Regions from separate parts of the Oryctolagus cuniculus genome. Here region 2 is linked to region 1. Evidence: chromatin contacts called from public Micro-C data. All regions are on one chromosome and are shown on one strand. The core of a region is the stretch at or near the end of the contact, and the rest is flanking DNA. Distances in the headings are between cores, read along the strand shown.

The links. Hi-C and Micro-C count contacts between places; a contact is called where the count stands out from the background.
Region 2: a Micro-C map of ear pinna shows a contact between it and region 1, with 10 times the contacts expected there. The contact joins two enhancer-like sites. A contact is called at or near these places in 5 of 6 Hi-C or Micro-C datasets (ear pinna, embryonic fibroblasts, psoas muscle and 2 more).

The regions. Positions count from the first base shown.
Region 1 is chr2:111,739,069-111,743,858 of mOryCun1.1, forward strand. No RefSeq gene overlaps it. Among named protein-coding and RNA genes, the nearest start is that of MRPS5, 31 kb to the left of the region's middle. Within about 2 kb of position 2,858, at least 2 of the 8 cell types and tissues checked have an H3K27ac peak or open chromatin away from gene starts, as enhancers often do.
Region 2 is chr2:111,789,679-111,794,455 of mOryCun1.1, forward strand. No RefSeq gene overlaps it. Among named protein-coding and RNA genes, the nearest start is that of MAL, 5.5 kb to the left of the region's middle. Within about 2 kb of position 3,128, at least 2 of the 8 cell types and tissues checked have an H3K27ac peak or open chromatin away from gene starts, as enhancers often do.

The DNA of each region.
Region 1 (4,790 bases), core at 1,608-4,107:
CCCTCAGAGTGCCACTTGAGTGGCCAATCCACTCCTTGCTAATGTGCCTAGGAAAGCATTGGAAGATGACCCAAGTGCTTGGGCCCTTGCCACCCACGTGGGAGTCCTGGATGGAGATCCAGGCCCCTGGCTTTGGCCTTGCCCATCCCTGCCTCTCACGGCCTTTTGGGGAGTGAATCAGTGGGTGGAGGATCCTTCTATCTCTGGCTTTCCCTCTCTGTGTGTCACTTTGCCTTTCAAATAAGTAAAACCTTTTTTTTTTAAAGAATGCCTAAAAATTGAACATTCTTACATCAGATGTTGGTGAAGATATGGGACAACCAACTTCATATTGCCAGTGGGAATGTAAAATGGTACAGCCCAGAAAATAATTCGGCAGTTTCTTAAAATGTTAACACTATACTTGCTATTTATTTATTTATTTATTTATTTTTAAAGATTTATTTATTAGAGACTGGTATGTAAGTGTTCGTAGCAGCTTCATTTGTAACAGATGAAACAATGCAAATGTACATGAATGTGCGAATGGATACACAAATTCTGGTATAGCCATACATGTTACAATGGATTACTACTGGGGCAGTGAACAGGAATGCACTGTTAATATACAACATAGATGAATCTCAAAATGATTATGTGGAGTGAAAGAAGCCAGACAGATAAGTAAGCACACGCTGTATGATTCCATTTATGTGAAATTCTAGAATTTCATAGTAACAAGGCAGATCCTACTAAGGCGAGCAGGCGATAAGCGTGGGAAAGGGTTACCAAGAGGTCTGAGGCAACTTTGGGGCTGGCAGATATGTTTGTTATATTGGTTGTGATTTCACAGTACATGCATGTGTCAAAGCTTATCAAAGCCTATAAGCATACAGTTTGTTAAACTTCATTAAAACCATTTTAAAGTTACGTTACAACCACCAGGGGGCAGGGAGCGCTCCCCACATAGCCTCTGGTATTCAATGTTGCAATGTGGAAATCGGCGATTCTAGTAGGAACCTCTCTTTCCTCTCAGTGAACTATTTTGCAGTTAGAGAGTCTTGTCTGCCAGATGGATGAACCATTCTTGTTTGAAATGTGAGATGTGAGATCTTCAGGAGTGCAAAGTACCTACTAGCACAAGGTTCACCTTAAGCTTTCAGTTTTGCACTACAAAGGTTGTCTTAGAGGAATCACAGTCGCATCTCACTTTTCTTCCTCTCCTAAGCTCTGGCTGCTGGGCTGCAGGGGGGAACAACCATGCACCAGGCGGTGGTGCCTTCCAGATGGGGGGAGGGGGGAACCGGGTTCCCCCTGGAGTCCAGAGAGAGGCTCCTCTCAGCAAAAGGCAAAATTGGCTGCAATGAGAATGCAGCCCCGGGCCGTACAGGACAGCCCCAGCTGGTCCTTTGGGGTGTACTTGGGCTCAGCTCCTCACGGGCCCGACCCCACCACCGCTGCCTGTCTCTGCCTAGCCACATCAAGGACCCTGAGATCTGCTCATTACTTGAATGTTGTTGATTGAGAGCTTCACTCTTACCAAGAATATTGTCTGGTGTGAAAATGTGTGCTGCGATTTACTTTTTTTTTTTTTTTTTTACAATGAGCACGGTGATGGCTGGCATTTATTGAGCATTTAAACATGGTGTAGACAGTGTTGCAATCCACATCCGTACGGAAACCAAAGCCCTGGAGGGCTGAGATTCCCTGATTAAACAGCTTGCTGAAGGTGCCTGGGCAGGTTTGCAGGCGCGCCTGGGCTGCTGAGCGCTCCTGGGTCAGGTCCTCCATCCGCGGCTCTTTCTGCAGGTGCAGAGAGGGGAAGCCCAGCTCCGAGTTAGGCGGAAGCCCCAGGGTCGGGGAGCCCTGCGCAGCGGAGGGTCTTGCACGGGGCAGAAGAGCGCGGGTCGCTGTGAGCGGGGTGGGGGTGGGGGGCCTGGGCTGGCTCACTGCCGAAGCTGGAGGGGCTGTGCGGGGCGCAGGGACCAGGCGCTGGCCGAGGTGGGGGCACGGAGCCCCCCGGGCTGGGAACCTGGGTGGCTCCCGGCCAGGCGCGAGGTGCTTGATGGCCGCGGGCGCCCCGCAGACGGGGGTGCCCCTCCGGGGACGACCTGGGGACAGGGGCGGACCTCGGGCGAGAGCGGCTGGGGGGTGAACATGGCCTGCGGTGGGAAAACGCTGGAGCGCTTCCCAGGGCCGGCACGGAGTGAGCACACCAGGGCCGCGGGCGGGGGTGGCGCAGACCGAACACGCGAGTTTTCTTTTTTAAATAATGAGGTACAGGATCCAGTTTCTGCCACGTCTTCCGCAAGTGAACGACAAAGAGAGCGCTGTGTGGTCTGCGGCGACCGCTGCTTCTTCTGGGTCCGCAGCCTCCCCATCTTTATAACGAGGCTATAGACCAAGTGGTCCCTGGGGCTGAGCGGGCGGCCTGGCAGTGTCAGGATTAAGGGGCTCCGATCCTGACTCTCGCTGGCCTCGACAAATGGTAACAGGCCCCCCGCTGGAGGAACACCGGCTACCTGCCCTCGCTTGGAAGAGTTCTTGTTTGGCTGCGGGGATTCCCTGGAGAGAGACCTGCCCCTCACCACCAGGGGGCGTCCGAGGAGGGTGCGGTGTGTGTGTGCCCGCAGAGCAGGGTCCTTTTATTTTTGTCTGATCCCCGGGAAAACAGCTCAATTCCTGCCCAGTCAACACAGAGCAGGAGCTGTCCCTTTAAGAACACTGGAGCAATAGAATAAAGCGGCCAGGGTCTTCATTTTACAAATGCACCTGCTTGAAGAGAGTCAGCTCCCCAAGACTCTGGTGAGCAGGTGCTCTTAAAGCCACCTCACCCTCCGGGCCAAGGAGAGCAGCCCAGAGCCAGTTCTTTCTGCCTCCTAAGACCGAGCTGGGAGAAATCACGTGGGCAAGTGCCAGGGGAAACGGCCACCAGCACAGCCAAGGTCAAACAGAAACCATTCTGTGAGTCCTGCTTTTCATGTAGCTCAGGGAAGCCTTCAGGGTCTCTGTCCTGACAAAGGGCGGTTGACTGTCACTCAGGCCCTTTGCTATTGTCACCACCACCGTGGTGGTGGTCGTTAGAGGAGATCCCCAGCTGTCCAGGGCCAGCACTTCCCGACCCTGCCCCCTGCCTCGTCCTCTGCCTGCCTCGCCCCTCCTTGCCGAATGTTGTACTGTCCCTCCCACAGTCCCCAAGGGAATGCCAGCAGCCATGCTTTTCCCAGTCCGGCTTGAATGCTTGGGGAGCACAGGTCCCCCTGCACTCCCCAGTTGTCCTCCATACCTGCCCTGGGGGCTTTAGCCCCACCTCTAGGCTGGGGGTGGGGGCTGTGACCCAGCATCCAGTAGCCCTTGTCCTCTGCTCCCTCCCACCTGCCATTCCTCCATCCTCACAGCCCCTTGGAGCTGACAGCCTGCAGCAGAGGGAGGGCCTGCTCCAGCCTCTGTCCTGCCCGCCCCTCCCTTCTTCCTGTTGAAACGGAGCCGATCTGAGATCTGAGCTGTGGCTTTGGAAGAAACCGCTTCAAAGCACCGGAGCAGGGAAGGGGCCTTCCAGGGCCTGGAGGTGGAAGCGTGCCCAAGAACAAACAGCAAAACTTCTGAAAACGGGAGCACGAGCTGTCATGTACCTTCGAGCAAAACAGGATGCTGGTTGGCAGGAGCCAGAACAAAGCTACCTGAGGTGTTCTCCTGCTGTGGGGTGAATATGGCTGTGAGAACAGGGGGCTCCGAGGGTTGAGAACAGGGGCCCCGAGGGTTCAGTTGCATGAGGCTGTGAGAACAGGGGCTCCAAGAGTGTGAGAACAGGGGGCTCCGAGGGTCCAGGTGCATGGGGTGTGAGAACAGGGGCTCTGAGGGTCCAGGTGCATGGGGTGTGAGAACAGGGGTCCCCGAGGGTCCAGGTGCATGGGGTGTGAGAACAGGGGCTCTGAGGGTCCAGGTGCATGGGACTGTGAGAACAGGGGCTCCGAGGGTCCAGGTACATGCTGTCTTTTACCCTCACACACACCTGAGGTGCCTGTGCATGCTCTCAAGAGGTCAGGATTTCAGGGCTTCTTATGCCCTTGGGACTCCCAGGAACAAAGCCTGCTCCTCCCAGCCAGGAGCCACGGGACCTTCAGCAGCAATTTCGATTTGAGCCTCTGATCCTAACCTTGTCCTTCAAATCCTCCTTCTGCTTCTGCTCACACCTAGGCATGTGTCATGAGGTTGGCCACAAGGCTGGTCAGAGTTGATGGCTCGTTCACAATGTCTTTGTGGGTCTGGCACAAGGCTTGAACCTTCCACTCAGAGTTGGACACACAGAGAAATGCCCTGAGAATCCAAGAGTCAGCCCCAAGTGTCAAGATGGAAGAAGTCCCCTAGGCTAGGAGTCCTGGTGGCCTACCCCTTACCCCAGGCAGTTCTGTGGTTAAAAGGCTCACCCTGTCCCTGTCCCAGTCCCTGAGTCCTCCTCTCATTGTCACAGGCCAGGATGACTCAAGTCCTGGAGAGCACCCCAGGCCAGCTGGTCAACCATCTGGGATGCCCAGTAGCCAGGGCAGCAGCCACCCAGCTGCTCGTTAGCCCCACAGCCATGGCCCCCGTCCTAGGACTTCTCAGCTTGTCCAGCTATGAAAGTCCCTGCTTAATACTGAAAAGAAATTCAGATTGGCCCCAAGACACATATTGGTAGGAAGTACAGTTTTGGTGGACAGAGGAAAACAAAACCTGTGAAATTCTGCCGTGAGTTCAGCAGTGTTGTGAGGCAGGCACCGCAAGTACACCCACATGTATCTGAAAAGCAGCACCACAGAGCAGACGATGGC
Region 2 (4,777 bases), core at 1,878-4,377, 51 kb after region 1:
CCAGTAGATGGAAGTCTCTCTCTTTGCTTTTCAAATAAAACAAACAAGTAAAACTTAAAAAAAAATGTTATGGACTGTATTTTGATTTTCAGCAGAGTAGTTTGTTTTGATAAAACAAACTCGGGCAAGAAAAAAAAAATAAACCCATTGCACCATTCTTGTCTTCCTAGCAGCATAGGGGGTGTGAATGCAGGTATTGGTCTGTGGGGGTTGGGGGGCTCCTGTCAAGCTCATAACATGGCCTAGGGCAGTTTTCCACACCCTAGAAGCTGGAAATTCATGATTGCTGTGCCAGCCTGTGGGAGGAAAAGGTCGCTTCCAGGCTGTGGGTAGGAGGAGGGAATGAATGGGTTGAGGGAGAGGGACGTGTTCAGGGACAGACTCATGGGACAAGTAATAGCATCAGTAACAGCAGGTGCAATTTGTTTTTGAGGTCTATCAGATGACTCGAATTTTATTGATGGGGTGGTTGAGGCTCAGAAAGGTTAAGCGGCTGCCCATGGCCACACAGCCGCTGACTGGTGACACTCAGCCTTTTTTTTTTTTTTTTTTTTTTTTGACAGGCAGAATGGACAGTGAGAGAGGGAGACGGAGAGAAAGGTCTTCCTTTTGCCTTTGGTTCACCCTCCAATGGCCGCTGCGGCCGGCACACTGCGCTCATCCAATGGCAGGAGCCAGGTGCTTCTCCTGGTCTCCCATGGGGTGCAGGGCCCAAACACTTGGGCCATCCTCCACTGCACTCCCTGGCCACAGCAGAGAGCTGGCCTGGAAGAGGGGCAACCGGGACAGAATCCGGTGCCCCGACCAGGACTAGAACCCGGTGTGCTGGCGCCGCAAGGTGGAGGATTAGCCTAGCGAGCCGCGGTGCCGGCCAACACTCAGCCTTGAACCTGAGCGAGGCTGTGCCTCCAAACCACAGCACATGGTTAAGGCCATGCTCCAGAGGACAGGCGTCTGGTGTAGCGGTAAAGCTGTCACTTGGGACGCCTGCCTCCCGGGTCACAGTGCCTGGGTTTGAGTCCCTGCCCCGATTCTGATCCAGCTTCCTGCTAATGCGCACCCTAGGAGGCAGCAGGTGAGGGCACAGGTACTTGGGTCCCTGCTGTCCACATGGGGCACCTGGACTGGAATCCTGGCTCCCGGCTTCAACCCGGCCCAGCCTAGACAATTGCAGACATTTGGGGGCTACACTTCAGTGGGTAGATCTCTCGGTGTTGCTCTTCCTTTCAAATGAAGAGAAACAGAAACAGAACTTTCAAAAAAGAGGGTGCTCAAGACAGTCAGATGCCACGCCCCATAGAGACCATTGGCCGGCCCCCAAACCCGAGTCTTTGGCCATCTCAGGCATGGCCCTGAGCACTTGTGTCCTGAGGCAGCTCTGCTCAGCCGGGACTCGAGACTTCTTCCCCCAACCAGAAACACGAGGAAGTTGGACATCACCAGCCCTGTTTATGGAGGGGAAGTCAGGGTGCAGGCCTGAGCTCAAAGAGCTCTTTGCACTTAGCCCAAGGGTTTCTGTCCCACAAAGTTGCCTGGTAGATACCCGTGTCCATAGCTGGCATGCCACACTGAGGACCCCTGCTGGGCAGAGGGAGTAACAGCAGCCTTGGCCTCAGCATCACTGAGCACCCACTGAGTGCTCCCCAGGCACTTGGGCCCTGTGGCCTCATTTAACCCCTGGAGCCTCGCTAGTAGGTGTCACTGCACCATACAGGCTCAGAGCAAGAGGCAACCTGCCCAGGCCACGGGGCAGGCTCTGTCCCCACTGCCTCTGCACCTGCTGCACAAAATGCCACAATCTGACCGCTGGCAGCAGTGTGGCGTGCCAGAGGACAGTTGTCTGCTGGGCCCGTGGGATGCTGTGCGCCTCACTGCCTCCGGTAACGATGTGTGACAGCAGTGCTCTACCTCTGCTTCTTCTGACAGTCTGAGAACGGCCTCGCCAACCTCTGCGATTCTGGGCACAAAGCAGTGGCTGGCATTGGCTGGGCGACTCTTGGACAGGGGCCAGTGGCGGAGGGTATGAGAATAGGGAAGATGGAGTCCCTGCTTCCTAAGCAGTTCCATCCAAAAGGAATACACTAGTGTAGATTGACACCTGGCCAGGCCCTCCCCTGGGCTGGGCCTGCGCCGTCCCTCTCCCTGTCACTGTAGGCCGGATGCTGAAGCGTAGGGTCTTGAGGCTGCTATGACAAAATACCTTGGGCTGGGTGGCTTAGGAACAGAAGGAACTTAGTTTTCAGTAATCTGTAGGCCGGGAAGTGCAAGGCTGAGGTGCAGGCAGACTCGTGTCTGCCAAGGGTTTGCCTTCTGACTCATAGGTCACACCTCTTGCTTTGGGGAGGAGGCCAGGGGTCCCTCCCCAGCTTCTTTTATAAGGTACCAATCCCTCTCATGAGGGCCCCACCTGCCGAAGATCCCATCTCCTCATGCCATCTCCTTGGGGATTAGATGGGGGGTATGTGGCATTCAGGGCACAGCAGGTGGTGCACGGCCCTGTGGCTCTGCCAGGTTGGGGCAAGGCCGGCTGCAGGAAGGGGCCTTGTTTCTGACCTCTTCTTGGGCAGCAGCTCTGTGCTTGCTCTGCAGGTGCAACAGCAAACTGAATAGAGGCCCCTCCCCTCAAGTATCCCCACCCCTCCTCAGTCCAAGTTCAGCCAGTGCTAGGTGATGTGGAGACCAGGACGCAGTGCAGATGACTGACTCCTGCCTTTTTGAAACTTATGAGTGCAGGAGCTGGCTGTCCACCAAGCAGTAAATTAGATGTGAGATAGTGTTTGGTGCTGGAAGGGGAGCCCCTGAACCTCCCCCAGCCCAGCCCAGTCGAGGGCCAGGGGGCCTGAGGGAGCTGAGGTAGCCAGGTGAAGAGAACAGTACCTTCCTGACACAGAGACAGCAGGCACCAGGGCCCTGTGGTCTCCTGGGGGGGTCAGGCACTGCACACACCCTGCAGGCTTTGAGCTTATGTAATGAGACCAATAACAAGAGTCAGGGGCCCTCAGGTGGCGGGGTGGGGTGGGGATGGTTGAGACAGAACGTGAACAGCTATGGGAGTCCAGGGCGGAAGGGAATAGGCTTTGGCACAAGCTTGGGAAGACAGAGGCCAAGGGTGAGGCTGGCCGGGCAGTGCGAGAGGGGCCTTCGAGGTCGTGTTGAATGCAGACGTGGGCGAAGAGGGAGAGAGGGCACCAGGCCAAGTGCACCGTGCAGAAGTCCTGGAGACAGGAGAGCCTTGACCTGCAGGAGAGGTCAAGGGCAGGCCCTGGAGAAGAGGCCAGACGGCACGCACGCTCAGGAAACAGACTTCGACTGTAGCCATTTCTCCCAGAGTAGCAGGCCTTCCCTCCCTGCTCTCTGCCCCAGAGAGGGGCCTGACCTCATGCCTGCAGCTGAGAGCGCGCCACCTGCTCAGCAAGTTGCACCAGGAATTTGGCCCAAGTTGGCCGAAACGCGGGGAAACATGAGACACACGGAGCAGGGCCGGGCCGCGGCTCCCAGGAATGCAGTCTCGGCAGGTTTGGGGCTGGGCGCACTCGCAGCACTGGGAAGCGCCTTTCAGGTTTCACTTACAACACCCTCGGGTCAGCCGCTGCCACACGGCCGGACTCTCTGTCTCGGACGCTGAGGGCAGTAAGCGCCGGAGTTTAGAAATGCATCCGGAAGCCACTGTGGCCTCCGGGCACTCCACGCTCAAACTCACACTTCTTTTTCTTTTTAAGGTTTACTTATTTGTTTGAAAGGCAAAGTTACAGAGAAAGAGAGACAGAGAGAGGCATCTTTCATGCACTGGTTCACTCTCCTGATGGCTGCAACTGCCAGGGTGAGCCAGGCTGAAGCCGGGAGCCTAGAACTCCTGTCCAGGTCTCCCACGGGGATGCAGGAGCCCAAACACTTGGGCCATCCTCTGCTGCTTTCCCAAGTGCATCAGCAGGGAGCTGGATCGGAAGTGGAGCAACCGGGACTTGAACTGGCGTCCATATGGGATGTGGGTGTTGCAGGTGATGTCTTAACCTGCTGTGCCACAGCGCTGGTTTCTCAGACTCATACTTCTACTTGGGGCTCCCTCCAATGGCCTCCTCATGGGGCGTGTCCCCTTTGCTGATGACCAGGAACTCAGGTTCTAGAGAAAGCAGCCACCTGGCCCGCCTGACCTCAGACCCCTTGAGCGGCCACAGCAGTGGGCAGGCGCTGGCTGCCTCGCGTGTCACTCACAGCATTCCCGTTTTCTGTCGGGAAAACTAGACCCACATGCTTAGACTACAGAACAAAAAGCATCGTCCGAAGGCTCCTTGATTCCTCCAAATCAAGGCAACACATTTCCTCTCTGCATGTTGCGATGGAGAACTTCCATGGAGGAGCCTCTCAGAGCTGCTGTTTCCACCAAGAGGCCAAGTGGACATCCACTCCTTCCCACCTGGACACGCCCTCCGGCTGCCACGCCCCAGCCTGAGAGGTGGAGGTGAGGCCATTGCACCTGCAGGCGTTCCAGGCTGGGGGCCTCTGCCCAGGTCAGTGTGAATTCTCCCCAGGGGAAGGAAGTGGAGGCCAGCAGAGCGCTGTGTTGCTGCAGTCCTTGGAGTGCTGGGCCAGCGCAGAGCGCTTGACACAGAGCCAAAAGCAACAGGGGGAGAGCCTGTGGAGCCGCCCAGGGAAATCAGAAAGCTTCAACCATGCAGAAAAGAAAACATCGCTGCCGGGCAGAGTCGTGGGGACTCCGGAGTCTGTGATGAGAGTGGAGGGGAGCCACGGGGGCAGTGAGGACGACTGGCCCTCATCC